2 separate regions of the Podarcis muralis genome follow, and region 1 is linked to region 2. The links are chromatin contacts, called in public Hi-C maps. All regions are on one chromosome and are shown on one strand. The core of a region is the stretch at or near the end of the contact, and the rest is flanking DNA. Distances in the headings are between cores, read along the strand shown.

What was found. A called contact is a pair of places that touch in the nucleus more often than the background predicts.
Region 1: a contact with region 2 is called in a Hi-C map of tail, with 2.5 times the contacts expected there. The contact joins the promoter of POC1A here to the promoter of TWF2 in region 2. A contact is called at or near these places in 2 of 3 Hi-C or Micro-C datasets (blood and tail).

Annotation. Positions count from the first base shown.
Region 1 is chr2:74,177,928-74,184,276 of rPodMur119.hap1.1, reverse strand. POC1A (POC1 centriolar protein A) reads right to left here and starts at 3,293. Exons shown (of 11, transcript XM_028718767.2): 1 at 3,096-3,293. The coding sequence starts at 3,113.
Region 2 is chr2:74,012,849-74,019,693 of rPodMur119.hap1.1, reverse strand. It overlaps TWF2 (twinfilin actin binding protein 2), which reads right to left and starts at 1,937. Exons shown (of 10, transcript XM_077924788.1): 1 at 1,790-1,937. The coding sequence starts at 1,814.

The DNA of each region.
Region 1 (6,349 bases), core at 2,044-4,543, 160 kb before region 2:
AAATGTTACAACACATTTTCAATCAATTTATTTCTTTTATTTGCATAATACTGTATGGATAGATATCTTTTCAAAATGAGAGCAGGAGTGCCAAGTGATACTGAGGACAAAATCCTAGTTGTGATCCAGAATCGCTGTGCAAAACATCATACTTTCTGGATGTCCAATGATTGTATTATAAAGTAATTGTGTTCTATGTTATAAATCAAGCACTGCTAGTTGTTGTTTCTTTTTGTTTTCCAATGCATTTCTTATCAGTAAAAAAGTTAACAACTACAAAACACACAAAGGCAAGGAGAGTAGAGGATAAGGAAGGAATTCATACGGATTTTTTTTTTATTTCACAAAAATGCTGGAGCCATGTTCTTAAATGTAAGCATTTAAATACTGTACCATTTTGCATACTCTGTGGGAAGTGCAATACCGGCAGAGACAAATGCCAAGCACCAAACTCACACATGTATATTCTGTACACTGAGCTTTGCAGTATACCTCTCTTCCTGGGATTCTTTTCTTCAGAATCCAGTTTAGGATACACAAGGCCATTTTAAGCTACAGAGCTCTGCCCAAGGATTATACTTTAATACTCTGATTAGATACTCTCAACATTCAACACACAAATACTTCTTTGGAAGGATCAGTGCAGGGCTGTATATAAACTATTATTCCAAAGAAGCAGAGTTCAGAATTCAGCTTCCTAATAAAGTCCGTACTCATTTAAAAAAAAAATTCTATCACTTGTGACTGTGAATATATTTGTCTGTGTGTTATCAATTCCTGCTAAAACTGCAAAAGCCAGGTTTCTTGCATTTGTTTAGCAGTTTCAAATTGCAAGTTGGTTTAACTTGAATACTCCAGCTCATCCTGTTACATAAACTGGATGTTCTTGTGTAAAATTTAATTTTACTAAACACCATACACATAAACCTGGGATAATTTTTGGGAAGAAAGCTATCCAAAATGGATTTTAATATAAAAAAGGAAGATGAAATAGCCTTTAGCCTACAAAAGCCAACACCATCTATTGAGTTTGTTAGTCCTTAAGGTGCCCATGACAACAGTTTGATCCTGCTGAATCAGACCAAATGTCTGGATCAGACCAAACCTCTAGTACAGTATCCTGTTCTCACACTGGCCAACCAGATGACTATGGGAAGCCCACAAACAGGACATGAGTGCAACTGCACCTCTTTGATCATGATCCCCAGCAGCTGGTATTCAAAGGCATACTGTACTGCCTCTGAAACAGACATCATGGCAAGTAGCCACTGAGATAGCCTTATCCTCCATAAATTTGTCTAATCCTCTTTTAAAGGCATCAAGTTGTGGCCATCACTAAATCTTGTGATAACTTTTTATAGAACAGTTCTAAGAATTACAGTTTATATAACGTGAACACTGATATACGGTGTACATGCAACATACATATTTTCAGCCACAGGTGTACACACCTGTCTCTATAAAATGTATTGTGTGTAGCAGCTATTACATCACAATCCTAAGTACATTTCCTTGGAAACTCTCCTAGAATCAATGGAGACTTAGGGAGCTTCCAGATCGTCGCTATTTGGAGTGGGGCTCAAATCCAGCAACAGGCAAACTGAGGATCATTTGGAGCTCTCATGCAACAAATCCATTTTCTCCCCACAAATCAGACTTTTTTTGCTGTAAGGAAATTGACAGGAAAGTCACTGGAAAGTGTGGAAGTCATTTGCTTGATGCAGCGCTGTCTAACACCCACAAACACAAATCAGAACGAATGCTTGTTAAATAACCTTCCTGCAAACTTTGTGCAAACAGATCAGAATGAATACCTAGAAGCAACATTACTTCTAAGCAGTGGGTTTTTTTCCTAGAAAAATCAGTACCGGTACTCACCATGAAGTTGTTATAGTAAGTGCTACACTTTTCAACAACAAAAAAGAAGTGCCAGTACTGCATACCCCTGAATTCCCCCTGGAAAAAAAGCACTGCTTCTAAGTAGCAATAAGGGGATTGTGGTATTTGATCTAAAAACGTTTTTAGGTTTTTTGTTTTTTTACAGCACCACTAAAATGATATAAAAACAGCAATGCTCAAGAATGCTACACGTTGTTTTTCAGGTAGTTAGTTCCTGCAAGTCAGGCAAAACAATCCCGACAAAACCCACTCAGGGGAGCAATGTGAAAAACAATACAACCTAAAATTGCAAAGAAGCAAAAATGGGCAGGGTTGGTCTTAGGAAGTAATCAGAATCATCCCAAATCTGACAAACTGTGACAACACATCCGGACCCATAGCCTTCCCCACCCCCGCCGGTGTCTTTATTCATTACAATGATTCCTGGCAGACATTCAGGTGATGCTTTTCCCAGCAGAGGGATTCTGCAAAGCCGAAATGGTCCCTGACTTACTCTCTTGTAGCTGTTATTTAACGGGGCGGGCAGAGACAGGTGGCAGGACTTCCTAGACCCAGAAAGGCAAACAGCTCTTCCTGCACCAAGCACAATCCAACCGACTTCAAGCCCAAAGTGCCATTTTTAAGCGTGTTACAGGCAGGAGCTTTTAACATTGCGCCGAAACAACGTACTTCGCTCTCAAACCCTATTTTCTCTCCCCCCCCCCCCCCATATATTTATGAGAAGTAAATGCTGGCTCCTCTCTTTGTGACTTCTTAGACAGCCCCAATAGAGCCATGGTTTCACAGGGGGGCAAATTGATTTTTAAGGGGGGCAATTCGAGAATGAGTTATGAAGAGTTAATGGCCTTTTAGGCTTCCTCCATGTGAATAGGAGTTCACTTTTTGAATACTGTAATAAGCATTATATGTCGGGGGGCGGCGCTTTAGGATTTTAGAAATGCTTAGGTGGGGCCTGGCCAAAAAAAGTTTGGGAAGAACTGCAATAGAGGAACGTGTGATGTTGGTCGCCCCCCCACCCACCGACCCCTTTTTGTCTGCTATCAGGCAGCCGCGGCTCTGCAAACTTGTGCCGACAGAGCAGCCGCGGTCTCCATCGCCCGCCCTGCTCCGAGGGGCGTCCCTCTTCCTGCCGCCTCGAAGCCCCGCTTGCCAGGCTGCCCGACCCTCCTCGGCCCCGCTCCACCCCGGCCCCTTACCAAGCAGGCGAACGCCATGGCGCTGCGGGAGCCGGAGCGGAACCGACGGGCCGCCGCTGCTGTTCGCAGCCGGAGCGATTCAGTTTGCCCGCTCCTCGGGCCGCCTTAGTAACGGCGTCGTGCGCTTAAAGGGGAGGCGGGGCAGCGAGCGGGAAAATGTCCGCCGACTGGAAAGCGTCGTCCTTTGAATGGAGGGAGCGGCGCTTGGTTTTCAAATCGAAGGGGGCGGGGAGCTCATGCTGCACGAGAGACGCTCTCGGCGCCAGAATGTGGCATGCAGGGGTCTCCAATGGATGGATGGATGAATATAACTACTCAGGAATAAGCCTCGTTGAGTTCAGTGGTGCAAAAGTTAAGAGTGTCTTACTAGGACCTGGGAGATCAGGGTTCATAATCCCAACTCAGCCATGAAGCTCGCTAGGTGACCTTGGGCCAGGCACTCCCTCTCCCCTCACCTACAGTGCCGGATTTACGTATAAGCTAAACAAGCTATAGTTTAGGGCCCCACTCTCTTGGGGCCCCAAAAAAAATTTAAAGGGGGAAAAAACCTGGATGTACATTTCCAAAATGTAAGATAAAAAACAAATAAAATAAAAACTACATACAGCAACCGTGGCAAATGGCTATTAAGTCCATAAATTGCCATATAGCATATATTCAACACAAAAGACAGTGACAATTTGTTGTTGACAAGGGACTGCTGGACATATAAAGGGCCCCATTACCTTCAGTAGCTTGGGGTCTTAGCAAACCTAAATCCGGCTCTGCTCACCTACCTCACAAGGTTGTTGTGAAGATAAAATGCAGAGGAGAAGTACTATGTGCTCCTCCTTGAGCTCCTTGAAGGATATAAATGCAATAAAGGAAGAAAACCTTACTCCGAGGAAAGTGTACAAGATTACAGCCTAAGACTGGGGGGGGGGGGGGAGTCAGGTTGGAAATGGCTAGATACTGAGGGCCCTACTATTTATTTAATCGGTCCAGTATACCTGATGGAGCGTCTCCACCCCCATTGTTCAGCCCAGACACTGAGGTCCAGCGCCGAGGGCCTTCTGGCGGTTCCCTCACTGTGAGAAGCCAAGTTACAGGGAACCAGGCAGAGAGCCTTCTCAGTAGTGGCACCCGCCTTGTGGAACACCTCCCATCAGATGTCAAGGAAATAAACAACTACCTGACTTTTAGAAGACATCTGAAGGCAGTCCTGTTTAGGGAAGTTTTTGATGTTTGATGTTTTATCGCTTTTTTATTATTACTAATATTCTGCTGGCAGCCGCTCAGAGTGGCTGGGGAAACCCAGCCAGATGGGTGGGGTATAAATAAATTGTTGTTGTTGTTATAATTCACTGAGCAGTTTACCACAAACATTGTCCAGCACTGCTGGGCTGATAGGAGCCGTGGTCCAGCAACATATGAATGTGATTTTTTTAATGGAAAAGTAAATCAGTCCTACTTCCAGTGCATTTTGATGCAAAAGTAATCACCACTGATCTCATCTGTATTTTTTCCCAAGTAAGGGTGCCTAAAAGAACAGACCTATGCATGTTAGCTCAAGAAGTAATTCTCGCTGAGTGTAGTGAGATTTACTCCCAAGTAACTGTGACTTGGGAAAAGTGCAGAAAGTGCTTATTCAGGAGTATGCATCACTGAACAATATAGGAGCTCAGTTGCATTGAGTTGCCTTTTCCTTGGGGTCCCGGGTTCAATCCACAGCAAAGCCCCTGCCAGTCAGTGTGGACAATGCTGAGTTAGATGTACCAATGGTTTGATTTGATTTGATATAATGAAGCTTACTACATTCCTATGAGCTAGTCTTAACTGTGAAGAAAACTTTCTTTTCTATAAATTACATTAACTCAGGGGCACCCAAACTTTTTTCAAAGAGGGCCAGATTTGATGAAGTGAATATGCATGAGGGCTGACCAAAGTTCTTGAGCTTTTTTTAGGATTGGAGTTGCTAAGCTTTTTTTAGGATTTTACCCCAGGACATATACTGCTACAGGAACCGGATTAGGCCCCCAAAACAGACTTTGGACCTGCCTTCATTAACTGATCAACCCTCATTTTGGAAAACGCACGTTAACAAGTTCCTCCAATGGTGGAAGTTGTTCCATATTGGAACCACCAGATGGCGACTAAAATCTAGGTGTTAGAAAAGTGCTAGTAAAATGATCTATTGAATACAATGTCTAATCTGAAATATTTGAAGGCTCGGCCACACTTCTGCTTTCCCCGCTTTCCCCTGGGAAAACCCGCTGTATGCTGCTGAATTGTAACAAACGGTTTTTCTGAGTATTGACTTTGTATTGCCTTTGAGTTCTTTGCTAGTCCTGTAAGAAGGGTAGAGAAAATCCCTGCAGTGCAGGTAAGGCTGGTATTTCACCACAGAGAGATGAATGATAAGTGTGCCTGCTTTACATCTCTAAGATCCTAGGTTGAATCCCTGACATTGCCAGTTTCTCTCTGTGTGTGTTTTAAGATCTCAAGTAGCAGTGCTGGGATGGGCCTTTGCTCTTTTTTACTTGCATTTCCTGGTCTCTCTCTATTAAAAAAAATGTTTCACTACTGGATAGGATATCCTAGGCTAAAAGCATATGTTCTTCATGCAGAAGGACCCAGATTTTATTCCCTGGCATGTCCAAACAGGGCTGGGAGAGATCCTTGCTTGAAATCCTGGAGACCCATTGCCAGTCAGCAAAGGTAGATCAGTGCTTTGGCTCAGTATAAGACTGTGTCCTATATTCCTATGTCTGTCTCAAATTCCAGTTATCTGGGTTAATTTAATGAAATACTAACTCAGCCACTAAGTACTGTAGAAGAAAATAAAATGCCTATCAGTGTCCTCCCCCCCCCCTTCCTCCATCTCTGGACACAACAGATGCAGGGGTGGGGTGGGGGTGGGGGTGGGAGAAGCAGAGAGAACTGTTTTCACAGTAATGGACTCTTTCCTGTCATAGAAATTCAGAGAGCAAATTAGTTTGATGACCTTTTATGTAAGAAGAGATGGTATCTCTAATTCAGAAAACGTCGAGAGGGAACGTATGTATGGCTGAGGCAGCTTTTGTGTGGTTGTGTGGCAAATGCAGAGGAGTGTGTGTGTGTGTAGCTGGGAGAGGGACTAGAAGGTGGATGTTTTGGATCTTCTTAAATTGTCTGAAAATGAGTCTGACTCTGTTCCACAATTGTAGCTCTTTAAAAATATGCATCCCTTAATCCAGAATCCTCAGTTGTAAGAGTGGGTCGTTAATTATGAGTGT
Region 2 (6,845 bases), core at 688-3,187:
CCTACCTTAACAGTATTTCTACATTATAAATATGAATTAATTTTACAAATCCTGGTCATCACTTTATCACACTCCTAAGAAACATAATCTTGTGATAACCCTGAAAATCCTCGTCAGAGATCCAACCCACCCAAAAGAATAGTTCAAGGTTAAATATGGGTGTTTAAACATGACCTAGGAGAGCATTTGCAGAGTGCTTTCTTAAGAAATTATCCTGGTTCCAATCACATTTCTTGCTGCTCTGTCATATCAAATTGTATCCTCATAGCGATCAATCCCTCTTGGATTATTGCAGCCTGCAAAGATTTTCGCAACATGAGACGTCTGCATTTTCTTTGTAGGATTAAAACTGAAACAACACTAGGTTTGGATTAGGCCTGGAGTGACATTCTGCATCCTTTTATCTCTGGAAATTCTTCGTAAGAAGTTAAAAATAGGAGGACAAAGGGCATAGATTTTTTTTTTTGCCATGGTTACCAGTAATTTGATCAGTACAATTCTCATACATCATACCCAATTGTTTAATGAATTATAGTAATGTACATTCTGCATCACTTTGCCTTCTGAAGTACTGCCATCCTATGCTGCAATCCTGCACTGCATTTCAGCAACATCGTAGCATGCATATAGAACCTGAGAATATTAATGTTTGTGATTATCTTTTGTGTGATCACCGGGCGAAAGCTAAAGGCAGAGACAGAGAGGAACACTGAAGCGAAGGAGCTGCCTGCTACGCAGAAAGGGAAATGGTTCCTGCAATTATGATTCATGCTGCGGAGCTGAACATGTTAAGAGATAATGGAGAAGCAGAGGAAAGGCTGACACATTTCTGGTGAGAAGAGCTGCTACCTACAGATCCTTTGCAGAGAAATACAAGCTCAGGAAGCAGCCGTCTCAGGCTTGGCATCAAAACAAGTGCTGTGGGGTGCCTTTGCAGCTTTTACAGGAAAGAAGCTGCTGCACAAATATGAAAATCACATGTAAAAGAGAAGGGGCTAAAGGAATTTCAGGGCTCCCAAAGAGCCACAGTCATTCAGAACATATGCATCTGTGGGGTCTAAGGGCTGGGTAGGAAAGATGATCCTCACACCGGGGTTTGGTGGTGGTGTTTTTTGGAAAATCCAGGCGAGTCAAAGCCAGCAGGGGCTATGAAGAATATACCAGTTTTTACCCAGAACCAACCGCTCCAGGTAAACTGTGCAAACTCTGTTAAGGAAAACTGGTGTTCTTTACAGCCATTGGACGAGCACCTAAGAAAATGGATTCTCTCAGGTGACTGCGGGCTAGTCAGGCATTTGGGAGAAATGGTGCTTCAGGGGGGCATTCATTGCCTTGTGGGGGGGGGGGGTGCAAGGTCGAAACACCAGAAGCCTGCGAGATCTCCGGGCTCCAAGGCAGCCAGTTAGCCTTCAATTCAAGGCATGTCCCCCAGCCAGCCAGCCACCTTCGCACGGATGCCCCTGGGCTTCAGAAGCCTCCCCAGAACAGACGCCGCCGCTGGTGCAGCATCCCTTTCCAAACAGACAGCGGGATTATTATAATAATAACAGGATCCAGCTCGTTTAACTGCTGCCTTGCAAAGGGAGATGCAAGGCTGCATCGAGCAAGGCACAGGGGCGAGGAGGGCAGAGGAAAGGCAGATTCGGAGCGGGGCGCGGCTGCACGGGTGGAGGGGCAGCTGGCGTCCGGCGGGCCGCTCGGGGCAGCCTTCGGGGTCCGGGCGGGCGCCAAGGAGCTGCCCAGGCGCAGAGGCAAAAGGGGGGGGTGAGCGGCTCCCCGCTCTCCTTACCGTGGATGCCGGTCTGGTGAGTCATGGCTCCGGATCAGGTCCGCTGCAACAGATCCCACCCTGGCCGCTTGTCTCCCGGGCAGGAAACGGCTCCGACTCCAGCACCGCCCGCTTCCGGGTTGCTGCCGACTGGAGCAGGAGGGGCTTGAGCGGGGTCCGCCCGGAGGGAGGGCCGCTCTTCGGCGGAGGGAGCGCGGAGGGGGCAGCGGGCGGGGCGTCGAGGAAAGAGGGGCGGGGGCGTCCCTTGTAGGCTGGCGGGGAGCGGGAGGGGGTCAAGGCCTGCCTGAGTGGGAGCCTCTCCAGGAAAACGGAATACTGTACTGTATATATAGAGAGAGAGTGTGTGCAGTTTGCTTCAAGGCATTGCTGTGGAAATTACCTAGCACAAACTAGGCATTGCCTCATCTACTGCATTTATTAGAGCCCACCTTCCCAGTAGCTTCCAGTACATGCTTCTCCCCCTCCACACCCCCTGCCTCATTTAGTCCCATAACAACCCAGTGAGGTGGGTTAGGCTGAGAGATTGTGACTGGACCAAGGACACACAGCGAACTTCATGGCTGAGTGGGGATTTGAACCCAGGTCTCCCAGGTCCAAAACGCTACCCCACATTAGTATTATTACTAATGCTAATAATGATAATCTGGCAGAGATAGAAACAGCGCCACTAAGAAAAAAAACTTAGGCCAGCCCTAAGGCTGAGGAGAACCAGAGACCTAAAGAATTCCCAGTGGATAAAAAAGCTCAAGAGATCCCTCTCTTAGCCGACACACATGATGCACAGTTTCTTTAAAGTCACAAAGGCCATCTATGGGAAATATGCCCCCTACGCTCAACAGACGGTAAAGGTAAAGGGACCCCTGACCATTAGGTCCAGTCGTGACCGACTCTGGGGTTGTGGCGCTCATCTTGCTTTATTGACCGAGGGAACTGGCGTACAGCTTCTGGTCGTGTGGCCAGCATGACTAAGCCGCTTCTGGTGACCAGAGCAGCACACGGAAACGCCGTTTACCTTCCCGCCGGAGCGGTACCTATTTATCTACTTGCACTTTGACGTGCTTTCGAACTGCTAGGTTGAAACACACTGTGAGGTGAGTGAGGCTGAGAGACTTCAAGAAGTTTGACTAGCCCAAGGTCACCCAGCAGCTGCGTGTGGAGGAGTGGAGACGCGAACCCGGTTCACCAGATTACGAGTCCACTGCTCTTAACCACTACACCACACTGGCTCAAGGCAAGTCTTTAAAAATGCAGTATAAGCACCAACAACTGGGAAACAATGGGAGCCTGCAAGTGCTCCCATTGGAGAACAGCCTTTACCAAAGGTATCATGGACTTTGAAGAAGCACAAACTCTGAGCGAAAAGGAGAAACGCGCTAAGAGGAAGGCACGTTTGGCAAACCCCTACCATGATCTACTCCCACCCGGAAACCTATGTCCCCACTGTGGAAGGACGTGTGGATCCAGAATTCACCTCCGCAGTCCCTTACGGACTCACTGTTAAGACCGTGTTTATGGAAGACAATCTTACTCGGCTACAGGTGATCACCAAAGGATAAGAATTAGTATTAGTAATAATAACTTCATCATCGTAAAAACATGGATATAATCTGCAACGCATGCCAGGTGTTGGAGCAGCATCCTGGATTAAATTCTTTTTCCTTTCCTTGCATTATCCTTCAGCAATGAGGAATGGGGTGGGGTGGGGTGACTAAGAGGCTTGTTTTCGTTGTGTCCTAGTTTTTTACTCCATGTGTAATCAATAAAACACAATTTTTAAAAATCATTATTACTACATTTGCTAGTTGCCCAATACAAAGCAGTTTCTAGCTGACTTACAGTTGTTAAACAACAGCTATAAAGGGTCAACCAATCAAATCAGTACATTAAACACTATATTACACAGAGGTGGGGGAGATGTACTGTCACACTAATATAAAGTCTGAATCCTATTTCGTCAAGTGCCCGAGTGAGAGGAAAGCCTCAATCTGGCTACCAATATAGATGAGGGCACCTGGTAGGCCTCACTCACCATACAGAGAGCAAACCCAACACACCTGGCCACACAAAACAGCAGGCATCATGCAGGGGCACGTGTTGCCATTCTCATGCAATGCATGCTGGCAGGGCCACTCCTGTATTACAGCATTTGTTTGAGCAATAGCAGGCAGGTGCTGGGCAGATCAATGAGCAAGTGGTGGCAAGGGCTCAAAATACAGGGCAGTTTGTGTGTAGCCTGCACCCTGTAACCAAGCCTGCTCTCTTCGGGTACAGTGGATGACACGCCCCATGGCCTGTGCTGAAGTATGATCCATTTGCAAGGCTGCTTGGCTTCTGTATGTGGGGGAATGGAAGGGGGTTTCTCATTGTACTCTGGCAGGAAACAACATGCTCTCTCTCCGTCTTCTTTTCTTTTCTGTTTGTTTAAAAGGAGATAGTTCATGGAGCATTGGATTGGATATGACCCAGATTGTGTACAAGCCAACTGAAGACGACTGCCCTACAGAAGAATATGCTGCAGTTTCATCTGCAATGCACAGGGATTCCACAGCAGACGCATTGGGGTTCCTCCACAGGTACATGTGAACAGTCTTCTCTAGGGGTAGGGAGATGCATTGGAATAGAAGCGGGAGAGCTTTGTTATCTGGGGAGTTAGACTGATGCTCACAATTGCCCCTTTAATGCCACAGCTTTGCACCTCACAACAGGCTTTGCCTGTATCTATTGGCTGTGAGTCCTGGAAGACCTGCTCTCTGCCTTGTCAGCCTTTTCCCATCTGGCTTGGGAGGGTGAGGCCTGATTGATGGATTCCAACTACAAAAGCTAAGGCTGCCCATCGGACTCTTGGGTTGGAGTATTGTTTTGGGGGGTTGTTAATTTGTTGTTGTTGATACAGGCAGAACCAATTTTGCATGTGTCCAATTGGCATGCGACCGCTGATGTGCAGATCCTTTTGAACCCGGAAAAGGGCAGGGTATAATGGGGCAAGGCAGGGTTATGTGTTCTCCACCGACGCACATGAGGCAAGGTACAGAACCCCACACAAAATATTCACTGCCTGTAATAATTATTGTATCTTTTTTTTAGCTCTTATTGTGCTTTATGTGGGAATTTTGTCTTGTGCTTTTTGATGTGTTTTGATTGTTGTTTATGACTACTTTTGTACTTATGTAAATCTTTTCATGTTGTAAGCTGGTTTGAGCATGGTTTTATCTATTGAAAGGTGGCATTTTATTATTATTTTAGTTATTTCGTCCTCCACCTTTTTAGGGCAAGGTCCCAGAGTATGCTTTACCACTTTAGCATGTGCAATTTCAGATGTCGCGTTAGTATCTTTGTCAAATATATTTTCATAAACTTGCTTTTAAAGGCTGCCTTTATGTCAGGCTGTGAATTTACATCCTCTCTTCCAGTGGATGTATCTCTAAGATTCTCTTATTGCTGTTGTTGGAAGCAACAATTCTTTTCTGATACTGATAACTACTCTCTCGAGCACCAGTGGAACAGATTGCCCCTAGTACCACATTCATACTAGCTGAACAACATCACTGAAAGGGGTGGCAAAGCATACTAGGAAGCTGTGCTTATTGTAAGCAACACACTTATTATACTAATTAGATACAGACTATAAGAATAAATATATGATAATAAATAAATATTTATATATTTTATTTTATTTAAAAAAGAGTGCACTGATTATTCTGTGCCATTTCTAGGCAAACCAAACAAGGACACTAAAACCAGTCATTAGTAGTTCAAAGTTTTCCCTTGGATTTCATGATATTTTTTTGCTGGACACTGAACAACTCAAGAGACCAGAGTCTGCTTTGGGGTCTTGCTGCCATCTGGTGGAGGGAGAGCACTTTGCATCTCCTGTAATTTCAACAACCAGATGCCTATAGGAAGTGTGCAGTCTTAACCTGAGCCTTGAACGGAGTCTCAGTTGAATGGAATGGATTGGGGAAAATAAAGCAGCCTTCTTTGAGATGCTGGGTAGCTGAACTGCTGTTTGCTCTTTTATAGAATAAAATCAGTGTCTGTATTTATTATTCTAACCATTATGGTCATTGTAATACAACATCAATGTAGTGAAGCCCTCCAGTGCTGGAGAGGGGAGTATGTAAAATATAGTAAACAGCGCATGGTTCACATTGCGTGGCCCAGCCTAAGCTTTCACGATGAGCAACTTGTCTAAAGTGGTGCCTGATTAAGTCAGGAAATTTTTGTCATTAGTTTACAGCATGGGTAGGCAAACTGCCTCCCGGATCCGGCCCGACTGCCTTCTAAATCCAGCCCACGGACGGTTCGGGCATCAGCATGTTCTAACGTGAGTAGAATGTGTGCTTTTATTTAAAATGCATCTCTGGGTTATTTGTGGAGCATAGGAATTCATTCATTTCTCCCCCCAAAATATAGTCTGGCCCCCCACAAGGTCTGAGGGACAGTGGACTGGCCCCCTGCTGAAAAAGTTTGCTGACCCCTAGTTTACAGGCTGTTGGAATAAGTAAACATTGCTTTGCAGCCCTAATTCATAGTGCTAAAAGACAGTTGGCTCTACCTACCTCCACAAGGTCAGTTTCCTTATCCAGAGATAAGGATGCTTTCAGATATGTGTTTACTTACAAATACAGAGGAGGGTGGACTCGTACAGCAGGCAGTGCAACCTCTAATCCTGCGTCAGATTCTTCCAAAGGAATAGATAGCTGCAGCCCCCGAAAGGCTGAGCTCCAGCTCCATGAGTTAGCCTAGTCCCCTTTTAAGTCCTCTAAGCTAGTGGGCACCCCACAACTTGTACCAATACTTTGCATACTTTGAGTGTGCGAAAGAACACTTTCTTGGGTCCATCCTGAATCTTCCATTATTCAGCTTCATCAGCTGACCCCTGGTTTTAGTGACAGCAGAGAGGGAGAGAAATGTCTCTTTCTGCACATCATGCATAATTTGATATCATTAGTTCTTTGCCTTTTTGTTCTAAATATGCACCAGCCATGTGTGAATGCAAACACACACACACTGTCTGGCTGAAGACAGTGGTATCCCCAAGGCTGGAGATATATAT